2 separate regions of the Mus musculus genome follow, and region 1 is linked to region 2. Evidence: chromatin contacts called from public HiChIP or PLAC-seq data. All regions are on one chromosome and are shown on one strand. The core of a region is the stretch at or near the end of the contact, and the rest is flanking DNA. Distances in the headings are between cores, read along the strand shown.

Region 1 (5,053 bases), core at 2,499-4,998, 470 kb before region 2:
TTGGTGATAAGGTGTCCTAAACTCAACATTATCCAGCTGACACTATAGTCACAGAAGTGCTTGGATTATCTAGGGGGATTGGAGATCTAGGGGAAGGCTCAACACTTCCCTTGTATCACCAACATTGTACAAAGCAATCCGGAAAGCGCTAGGGCCCTATGCTCAAGAAGAAAGGGGGTGCAGAAAAGAAGCCGGCCTCCTGACTTCCTGTTTATGGGATTATCTGCTGAGAGAAGTGGGGGAGGGCACTTACAAGGGTGGGACCTCCTGAGGTATGTGCAGTTTCAGACAGAGGAAAGAGGGAAGACAAACAAACCTGTTAGGTTGTAACAGCCAAGACTCAAAACCCTCATCTCCATTTAAGATTAGTGATACAGGCTCACAAGCAGTGACCTCTTTTATCTTTTAGAAAGCTCAGACTGTTCCTGGATTTTGCTTTTTAGGCCATCATCTGGGAAACTCCTCCTGTCACTCCTCACATCTTTCCACAGGTTCCTAATCTCAGTTCCCACTTGTCCTAGTTGTTGGGTTTGATTTTGGGGAACAAGAGGACCAGTGATTATCCACTTCACAGATGTGCTGAGCATCTTAAAGCTCCAAAGCAGAAGGACAAAGCAGGTGGAAATGAATCTTCAACTCTTTCATAGTCTGTTCGCGAACTAGGATTTATAGCATACAAAAGTCTGTTTTCACTTTAAAATCCAGAAATATACTGCAGAGATACCACAGGTACAAATGCAAGTGGCATTAACTACCTTGAGCAATACAAATTGGTTTATTACTTTTTGTTTTTCTATGTTATTTTTCTTAATGATAATCACTTTCAGGAAAAAAAAATGACCTTTCCTCACAAATATCAGAACAACTCTACCTGCTGCAAACCCAAAAATCCTTAAGAATGCAGATTTATTAATAAACTAAGCAGGGCAGTAGTGGCACATGCCATTAATCCCAGAACTCTGGAGGCAGAGGCAGGTGGATCTCTTCTGTGAGCCAAAAGCCAGAATGGTCTATGGAGTGAGTTCCAAGACAGCCAAAACTATACAGAGAAACCCTATCTTGCTCCCTCCCCTCAAATTAGGCTACTAATGGTTTCTTGTTTGTTTTTATTCAGAGACTCAAGTAGCCAGGCTGGTCTCCAAATCTCTATGTACCCAAGAGTGACCTGGACTCCTGATACTCCTGCTTCTACCTCCCAGGAGGGATTATAGGCAGTGCCATCCTTTCCTGCAGAAGGCTAGAGTTTTAATTCAGTTATCTTCAGAAAGATGATTTATTAGTACTCTGTGCTTCATTATTTTTCCATTGGCTAAAAGACTGTTTTTAAAATTCTGTTTCTATTACAGAATTATTTACCCTCCATGTCGTGAAAGTATTTTCCTTTAGACCTAGAGACATTAGATGCATTCCAGATGTATGTTACTTGGGTGACTGGATGATGGTGTGCAACTAGTACGAGCTCAGGATGCCAAAGTGAAGTAGTGACTAGTTTTAGTGGTCTGGATGGAAACAGAGGTTACTAAGGAAGCAGGATAAGAGGGAGTTTGACAGAGCCTTTCCCTTAAGAGACATGATGGCACTTAGATCAATTTTTGGAAAACCTTTTTCCCTTCATTTTATATACCACTCCTAATGCTGCTTTGGGGATAACAGCTTGGGTAAATACATCCATACATATGAGTAGATACTTTGATTTGTACGGCTGGTGTCCATATTCACTTACTCTTTGAGACATCAACAATAATTCAATACAAATGGAAATCCTATGCCAAGGGTTTTCTCTCTCTCTCCTTCCCTCCCTCTACTGCAAAAGGACAATGTCCCTTCAGAGATCTTTACAAATTGGAGTTGAGTTGGGTATGGTGGCCAACACCTTTAATCCCAGCACTCGGGAGGCAGAGGCAGGCCTATTTCTTTGAGTTCAGAGCCAGCCTGGCCTACAAAGCATGTTCCAGGGCAGCCAGGGCTGGTACACAGAGGAACCCTGTCTTGAAACTAAACGGAAGGAAGGAAGGAAGGAAGGAAGGAAGGAAGGAAGGAAGGAAGGAAGGAAGGAAGGAAAGAAGGGAGAAAGAAAACACTAGATTTGTTTAGGGCTGGGTCCTGTAACTTCTAGCTTCCTTATCTCTCATTTATTAAAATTGGAGAGCTGACTGTAGTCAGATAGCAAGCAAGTGGGCTTCTATATACCGGGAGGGATTACTCTACTTCATTGCTAAGCACCAGATTAACAAATCTAATCACAGAGTTCTTGAAGGATCAGAGTTGAAGAAATCAGTATCACTGAGAGCTTGTAAGACGTACCTGTTGCATTGCTGGCTGCTTTGGCAGGTGATGTGGACTGTCCTGTCTGCACCTGTTAAACAAGAGGAAGGGTGAGAGGATCTTTAAAGTCACTTCTTGTTTTAACATGCTATTACTCTATGTAAAATTTGGGAGAAAATTATAAAATGCATGCTATAACTCCCATAAAACACAAAAACACATGAGAATTCCTAAAACCTAGAAAATTAGATTGACCTCTTATAGAAGGTCAAAGTAGAGAGAAATGAGGGCTGGGGTGGGCTGGGACACAACAAAAACCCTCCCCCAAATATTTTTTAGCATCATCTAATTATGAAAAATTCCTGATTGGTTTGAAGTAGCCATGTTCATAAATTGTTGAAAAACCTGATTTGTCAACATAATTTAAATTGGTAAATTTCTACCCGAAATTATTATTATTACTATTATTTATTTATTTATTTATTTATTTATTTACTTATGCCTAAAATCTCTGAAATCTGGATTGGTGAATCCCGCTTTGGGTGGGCACAAAACGAAGCCAATGTTAAGGAGGAAGACAGTTTACACATAGACCAAAAATAAAACCCAAGTGACACTGTTAGAAGAGAAGCCAACAGATTGCAAAGATCAAAGGCAAAAAAGAGAAGCTTGTTTGGTTAATGCTGGGGCTTTGGGGCATTTCATGTACTTGCGGGGCTCGTCCATCCATCCGCACCACACATCGTAGCCATGCTATTCTAAACTGATGATAAATCCAGCTCCAGGGCGGACAGGGCGCAAAGCCGGGATCTCGCACAGATCTCAGGATCCAAGACGCGGGGCCAGATCTCCCTTGTGGAGGAACCATGGCGTTTCTTCCGAGGTGACTGTTAGATAAAGCAGCGTCTTCATGTTCTTCGTCCGAGAAAGAAGCATTGGTCCAGAAATCAACAGGATAGGGGCTAAGATAAAAGGGAAGCGCCTTTCCCATCTTTTTAAATTTCCCGCACCCCGTTTTCTCTCCGCCTCCCCAACACCGTCTCTGCTTCCACCAGCAGCTCGAGGATCCCCGCACCGAGAGGCGGTCGGAGCAGGATAGTCTTAGGAAAGTAGGCGGGCCTGGCCCGCTGAGTATTTCGGTGCCCGATTTTTGCTGTCTTCGGCGGCAGTTCCTCCTCCGCTCGGTTACTGGATTGCACACGCGGCCGTGAGCTCGGCACTCGATTGCTTCGGCCTATCACCCTGGGATGCCGCCTGCCGCCGCCGCCAGCGCCGCGGCTGCCGGGCTTGTGGGTTTCTCAGAGGAGCGCGAGCCGGAGGAGCCCAAGCAGCGGCCGGAGCGGCGGCCTGAGAGTTAGCGGGCCGGCCTGCGCGTTCCGCGGGAGCAAGCCGACGCCAGGCGGACAGAAGCTGGGCCGGGGCGCGCCCCTCAGGCTGAGGGAGCCGGCGCTTTGAGCCCCCGAGGCGACGGCGGCGGGAGCCGGTCAGAGGGGGCGGCCCCTGGCGGCGACGCCCCCGAGCCCAGCCCTGCCTGGCCGAGCTCCATCCTCAGCCCAAGCCCGGGCGGCCCGCGAACGCGCCCGCGGGGGTTGAGCAGGGCTGCGTGGGGGCGGGAGGTGAGCCCGCGCTCCCGGGTGCTCCGCGTCCGCTCCGGACCCGCACCTGAGCCGGGACCCGCCTCCGCTCCGGACCACGCTGGACCCGCCTCCCGGCCCGGGTCCCACCCTCCGCTTGCAGGTGGGCTGCGGCGCCCGGCCTTCGGGCGGTGGGCGGCGGGGAAGGAGGTGAGCGGTGTCCGCGCCCGCAGCCGTTCGGGTGCTGGTGGCCGCGCCGTCGTCCCTTTCCCGCAGCCGGGAAGCCCGCCCCGCCGCCGCCGCCTGCTCCCTCTGGGACACCATGGAGCTGTCTCCGTCGTCCGGAGGAGCCGCGGAGGCGCTGTCGTGGCCGGAGATGTTCACGGGGCTGGAGTCCGACTCGCCGCTGCCCCCGGAGGATCTGGACGCGGTCGTCCCAGTCAGCGGAGCAGTGGCCGGTGGCATGCTGGATCGGATCCTTCTGGAGTCAGTGTGCCAGCAGCAGAGCTGGGTCCGGGTGTTCGGTAAGGATCACAAGTCGTCTGCCTCAGAGGCTGGCGTTTCTCATCTTTCCTTGGGCTCCGATGCATTCTTAGTCCCCCATCTATCCTAGGTCAGCTGTCCACATCTTTTTTTGGTTGTTGTTGTTGTTGTTGCAGAAAATGCTTTTTGACAAGTTTATCCAATATATAGCGCCTGGTTATGTGACTCAGTAGGCTCCTTTGGACCTCTTTAGATATCCACAGTAAGTTTATAGAGTTGAGCTATCTGGACGTAATTCTTAGGTGATTAATTAAAGGCACTTGCTGCTGAGTCCTCAGGAAGGTAGAATGGAACAAGGCACAAAACCAAGTGAATGGGATTTCATTTCCTTCCTGTTGTGTGAAGCAAGTGTTGAGAGAAAGATATGAAAAAGCTTAGTAGAAGATGAGCTAATGAATGAAAAACAAAACAAAACAAAATCGAGGGGTTGTGGGTGGGGGGCAGAGATGGGAGAGACACCCAGCCCTAGCCGTAGCCCTTGCACCAGCCCCAGTTCAAGTGTTTGGTAGCAGTAGATTTACCGACAGCTTTTCCTTGAACCGTACTCTCTGCTTGTCCTGAGTGTGTAGGTTGTTTCAGATTGCACTGCTGTTTCTGGTTTTCGTGGTTAAGCTACCCGGTTGTCACTCAGCAGGTTTAAAGTGATGAACACACTAAAGAAACTTTCCCTT
Region 2 (5,234 bases), core at 351-2,850:
CTCAAGTGGCTGCAAGACATTTATACCAAATGAAATTCCCCGAGGCTCCTTATTTTTTCCTACTTTAAAAGCAGTTAATAACTTGGGACAATTACACACACACGCACACACACACACACACACACACACACGTATCTCTATCTATGTATCTATGTATCTATGTATGTATCTATCTATCTTTGAATGTATTGTTGTTGGCACATAGCCATCCACCTTTCCCTTAATCTCTTACTAACTTGGGGAAAGAAAGATCAATCATTTACTCAGTGACTCAAAGGGTTCCCCCTCCCAACTGTTACTTCAGTTTGTCTGTTGTTTCTTTGGGACTTGAAGCAAACAGCATCGAAGTGAAAACTGCATCTAAGTAATTCTCCTGGAGCCTTTTGGTCACTAGTGTTCCTTAGCCCCGCCCCCTTTTCATTAGTCTACGCTCAGTTGAAGATTTCTGACAGGCTTTTCTTCTTTTTGGTTTCTGTGCATCTATTGGAGAGACTTCCAACTTAAAACGGAATAAAAAACCAGCACTGGGCTTTATCGCTTTTCCTTGCTTCGTTTTTATCTTCCACCTACTTTTGCATGGGCATGTTTTAACCAAGGGGATGAAGGAGCGTTCTTCTACCTTCTCCACAGAAGGGAACAGTGGTCAAAAGGGACAGTGTTTAACTTTCTTCTGCATAAAAGAATCCACTGTTTTGATTAGTTATTATAGGGAAAAAGGAAATCAAAACGAATTTGGTCCCTTCACAATCTACACTCAGTGCTGCTATAGAACTGTCCCTCCACCCTCCACTGCACATTGCCTAGAAAAGGATCGCATCTATTCCCGAATGACCTAATGATTACACCAAGGTGGCTCACTGAAAACCTTCCACTAAGTCACACTGCATCAAATGGTGCTAAGTTTAAGTAGGCCACCTAGGTGCACCCCAAGAAACAACACCCTTCTATTCCCTTTCATTCACAGGAAAAATTTCACCTTTTAGAATCACGTTCCCGCAATGGCGTGAAAATACAGTCCACCTGAAACTCATCAATCCGGGACTAGGGGATCCCAAATATTGTTATTTGCTCCTTAAACCACCGGCAGCCACCCTGCTTAACACCTAGAGGCCGACCCAACACTTCCGGCATGATGATGTGCTAGAGTGCAGACTCCATCATTTAAGATCCCACGGCTGTGGGGTGACTCTTCACATTTGCAGTCCCCCTCCACTTGTCCGCCACGACTCCTAAGGACGCCGCCCTCACGGGCTGGGTATTTGATCTGGGGGCCAAGCGTTTCCAGACTTTTGTCCTCTGGCCCGAGCGGGGAGCAACGCCCGCGTCCCAGGCGCCAACGAGACCCGTGCGGGGAGCAGCCGCGGGGCCCCACCTGTCCGTCCTGAACCCTGCGGCTCGTCCTTGCGGCCGGTGCTGCGCCTGCGGCTGGGGCACGCGCCTCGGACACCGGTACGGGGCGGCAGTTGGCCTCGGGGGGCATAGCCCGGCGCCCGCAGACTGCGCCGAGACCCCGGCGACCCGGCGTTCCCGGCCGCGCGAGCGCGCTCGGTTGGTGCGCGCGCCGCTCCGCCCCGCCCGCCCGGCGCGCGCCCCCTGCGCGGCCGGGGTGGATCCAGCGCACTCCCCTCCCCCGAGCGCCGGCGGCAGGCGCTGAATGAGAGACGCCGACTGCTCGGTTGGGCGAGCGATTGCCTCGGAGCCGCGGGCGAAGCGGAGGCGACGGCCGCGGCTGCACAGGTCGGCGTGGCGTGCGGGCGTGTGGGGAGGCGCGGGCAATGGCGGCGGCGGCCGCGGTGCGCGGCGCGGGAGGGCGGGCTGCGGGTCGCTCGCGGTCCCGCGGTGGCGGAGGCCCCGGCGTCGCCTCAGCCTCTCAGGTGAGCCGGGGCCGGGCCCCGCCGCGCCAGCCACACCCCCTCTCGGCCGGGGCGCCTGCACCCCCGTCACCGAGCCGAGGCGGGTGACCTGTTGCGGGGCCGAACCGCCCGCGGAGCGCGGGGTGAGCGGCGCCGCGGCGGCGGAGGCCGCGTGCGGACACGGAGGGGGGTCCCGCACCGCCGCGCTAGCTGCCCGCAGCGCCTGGGATTCCTTTGCTGTGTGGGCTTAGGCGGGCTCGTAAACACCGGGCTCGGGGAGGCGATGGGGAGCTGACCTGGAAGGGAGCCCGGACCTGTGCGCTGCCGCCGCGGCTCCCCGCCCCCCTCGAAGCGCTTTTCCTGCCGCCGTGTGCGGTGTAGACGCAGGCGGGTTTCAGGGTGCGTGGGCGTGTTTGGGAAGAAGCTGCGAGCTGATAGGAGGTACCTTAGTGCGAATGTTAATTTGTTTGAGCTGGGAGGGGTGAGGGAGGAGGAAGAAAGGGGCCTGTTGGTGGCCGTGGAGGAGGGGCGTTTGCAACCCCAAATCCCTCTGCAGAAAGCGCTCTCCACCGAAAGCATCCAGCGTCTTTTGTTTAAGATCGGAGGATGAAAGCACGGGCGGCAGTTAATTGAGCCTTTCCTCGTAGGTGCTCTGCATCCCCTCCCCACCCCCACACCCCGTCTTAGTACGCTGAAGTAGCTATAGAGCTTTGTTTCGGTGTTGGTGTTTGTTTATGAGTTGACTTTGGCGTTGTTTATGTAATGTTTACCATCCGGTGTACTCGAGGTCGTGTGTCTTTGAAGATGACCATTCGAATTTTGTGGAACTTTTCATTCCTTGCATGAGAGAGTACCGCAGTGCCACAGTTCGTTAACTTGCAAACTGTAAAAGCCTGTCCCACCCAGATATGATTGTTCGGGCTGTAGCATCATAAATGTAGTAAGTGTAATACTGTTACTGCAGGAGTGGGATTTGTAACCAAACAGTATTATTTTAATAATAATAACCTCTACTGAATGTGTGTAGTCATGAAGCTTCAAAAATGTGGAAAATTGCTTGTCTTAGCCACATGTATATATTAAATGTGTCTATTAGAGTTCCCATGAATGGTTTAAGTATAGTTATTTGAGCTTAAATTCTGGCATAGTAATTTTAAAATAGTAAAACCCAGTCCATTCTATCTCACCATGCATTGATTTCAGGAATTTGACTTTTTCTGCAAATACTGTTCTCTATCTTTTATTCACCAGATTGCAGCAGAAGTTGAAAGATCTGCTTGTGTGTCAAGATCCTAGTATACTTTTTGATATTACAGTATCAGGGAGGATACACCCAAAAATTCTGAGAGAAAATAAAATTTAAAAGATAGCTATGAACCAGACATGTGTGAGTAATGAATGCAATTTGTGTGCATTTTAAAAACGAGCTTACAATTAAAATTGGGGCAGTGGTTGCCTTTGGTGAAAGATGGCTTTGTTGGTAATAATAATTTGATTGCAACTTGAAACTTTTTTTTTTTTTTTTTTTTTTTTGAGGCAGAGCCTCACTATGTAGCTCTAGCTGTCGGTGGAATTCACTACATAGACCAGGCTGGCTTCTAACTGGCTGAGATCTGCCTGACTCTGCCTATGAGGAGTTGGGATCAAAAGCTCCTTTTAAGCTCTTGTCCAGAGGGTCAATTCTTCTAAACACACAGAGTATCTCCGCGTCCCGCTGTGTCCTGATGGGTGTGGAGGGGATGCTGCAGCGCACAAACGCACACGTGCTGTGATGGAGATAAAGTCATCAGTGGGCAGCTCTGTTAGTGTAGAAGTGAAAACTCAGGATGCCTTTTGAGTTAGGATACTGCTTGCATTTTTCCTTCTGAGGATAGAAGGAACTGTTAGTGAATAAAAGCATCAAGACAGTTGTCTTAAACTGTGCTTGTGTTTATACACACTAGGTATCCGGCTTCCAAACATATCTAAATATTACTCTACCTGGAGTCAGAGGGTGTGTGGTTTATATGTGGCTAGACAATTAATCTGTTGGTTTATATACTTAAATGAAATGTGTGCTGATATTCTTGTCTTGGTATTTACTTGTTTGTAAGAGTCTTCAGGAGAAGTAAGCCGACATCCCCCCAGGGAAATGGCATTCTACCCGTCTGTTAAAGAAAAATCTTACTGGATTCCAAGGGGCTGATGAGAAGAGATTAGTTTATGCTCTGATTAATAATCATGGTGACATGCATTGGTGTAGATCTTTGTAGATTTCAGAGCTTTAAAAGTATTTACCCTACGCAGGCATTAGTCTCTCCACTTCAGAGTGGGAGGCCAGCTATCAGTAATCATACAGGGATCCCAGGCCTAGACTGTTGTTTCTAGAGTGTGATGTGCCCAGTCCCATCCTGTCCCCCCCCCCCCCCCACTCCCCCGGTCTCTGGAGTGGAGACTTTGGGAAAATGCACAGCTGGGGACTTAGTGTACTGCTAGCTTCCAGAAGTTTCTAAGGAGTTTTTAACCGCTAATCTATTATTTGAAATTGCCTTCCTTTTCTCTAAAGCTCTGCTTTCCTTTGATATGGAAAACGAACACATACAAGCTTTTGAGAATAAAATACATTAAAATGGATCCTGTGTTTTGAATATTAGCTTTTGTTTAATGTTTGCTTTTGAGATAGTTACTTTTGTCTGCACTTCACACTTTTTATAGTTATCTAGTATTCAATGAAAACATAATTCAGATAGCTTGAAATAGGTCCCGTGGAAAAAAGTGAGTTTATGGCATTACTCCTTAATTACTTCCTTAAGTGTGTTTTAAATTCCCATTAGTTCCTTGTTAATGAGAGAATGAAGATTGGATATGATAAAACTTCAGTATTTTTAAATTAATCTGTACTCTTTCATGCTTTATAGTTTTATTTTCTTTGGTTCTCAAGTTTTATTCACGACCTCATTCTAAATATTCCAGATGGGTTTTATTCATCAACCTCCTCTGCCCTCCTCCCTCTTCCTTCTCCCCTTTCCCTGCCCCCTCCTCCCTTCTTAGAAAAGTACCTCACACTTGAAACAATGTCCAGTTATTGGTCAGAGATTATGACCAGAGAGTAAAATAATTGACATTAAATGATATGACTACTTTGTTCTTCTTTTAAACGTTGCTACTTGAACTTATACAGTTAAAAGTTACCCTGTAAGACTTTTGGTAAAAGCTTTGGTCCCTTGCCTCATGTCTTCATGGTCTCCTTCCCAGGTCCTGCTTACAGAGCAGCAGTTCTTGGTACTCCGGCTGCTTCTTGCCGTACCTTGTGTCTGTCTTCTTTCTTCTGGCACAAGTGCATGGTTCTGCAGTTTTATTTTTCAACTTTAGATTTATATATATATATATATATATATATAT

The links. HiChIP or PLAC-seq counts read pairs in DNA pulled down with a chosen protein or histone mark.
Region 1: a contact with region 2 is called in a FOXA1 HiChIP or PLAC-seq map of pancreatic cancer cells. The contact joins the promoter of 2810025M15Rik here to the promoter of Ralgps2 in region 2. A contact is called at or near these places in 5 of 39 promoter capture datasets (the 3T3-L1 cell line, hippocampal neurons, liver and 1 more), 5 of 484 Hi-C or Micro-C datasets (embryonic stem cells and extraembryonic endoderm stem cells), 4 of 115 datasets of contacts at active chromatin or transcription factors (embryonic forebrain, embryonic stem cells, pancreatic cancer cells and 1 more) and 2 of 9 other capture datasets (adipose tissue and liver).

What each region holds. Positions count from the first base shown.
Region 1 is chr1:157,411,047-157,416,099 of GRCm38.p6, reverse strand. 2810025M15Rik (RIKEN cDNA 2810025M15 gene) reads right to left here and starts at 3,748. Exons shown (of 3, transcript NR_027984.1): 1 at 2,975-3,748; 2 at 2,305-2,356. Rasal2 (RAS protein activator like 2) reads left to right here and starts at 3,505. Exons shown (of 18, transcript NM_177644.5): 1 at 3,505-4,363. The coding sequence starts at 4,162.
Region 2 is chr1:156,935,992-156,941,225 of GRCm38.p6, reverse strand. It overlaps Ralgps2 (Ral GEF with PH domain and SH3 binding motif 2), which reads left to right and starts at 1,600. Exons shown (of 19, transcript NM_001159967.1): 1 at 1,600-1,737. It overlaps 4930439D14Rik (a long non-coding RNA gene), which reads right to left and starts at 2,432. Exons shown (of 2, transcript XR_003948625.1): 1 at 2,168-2,432; 2 at 1,031-2,099.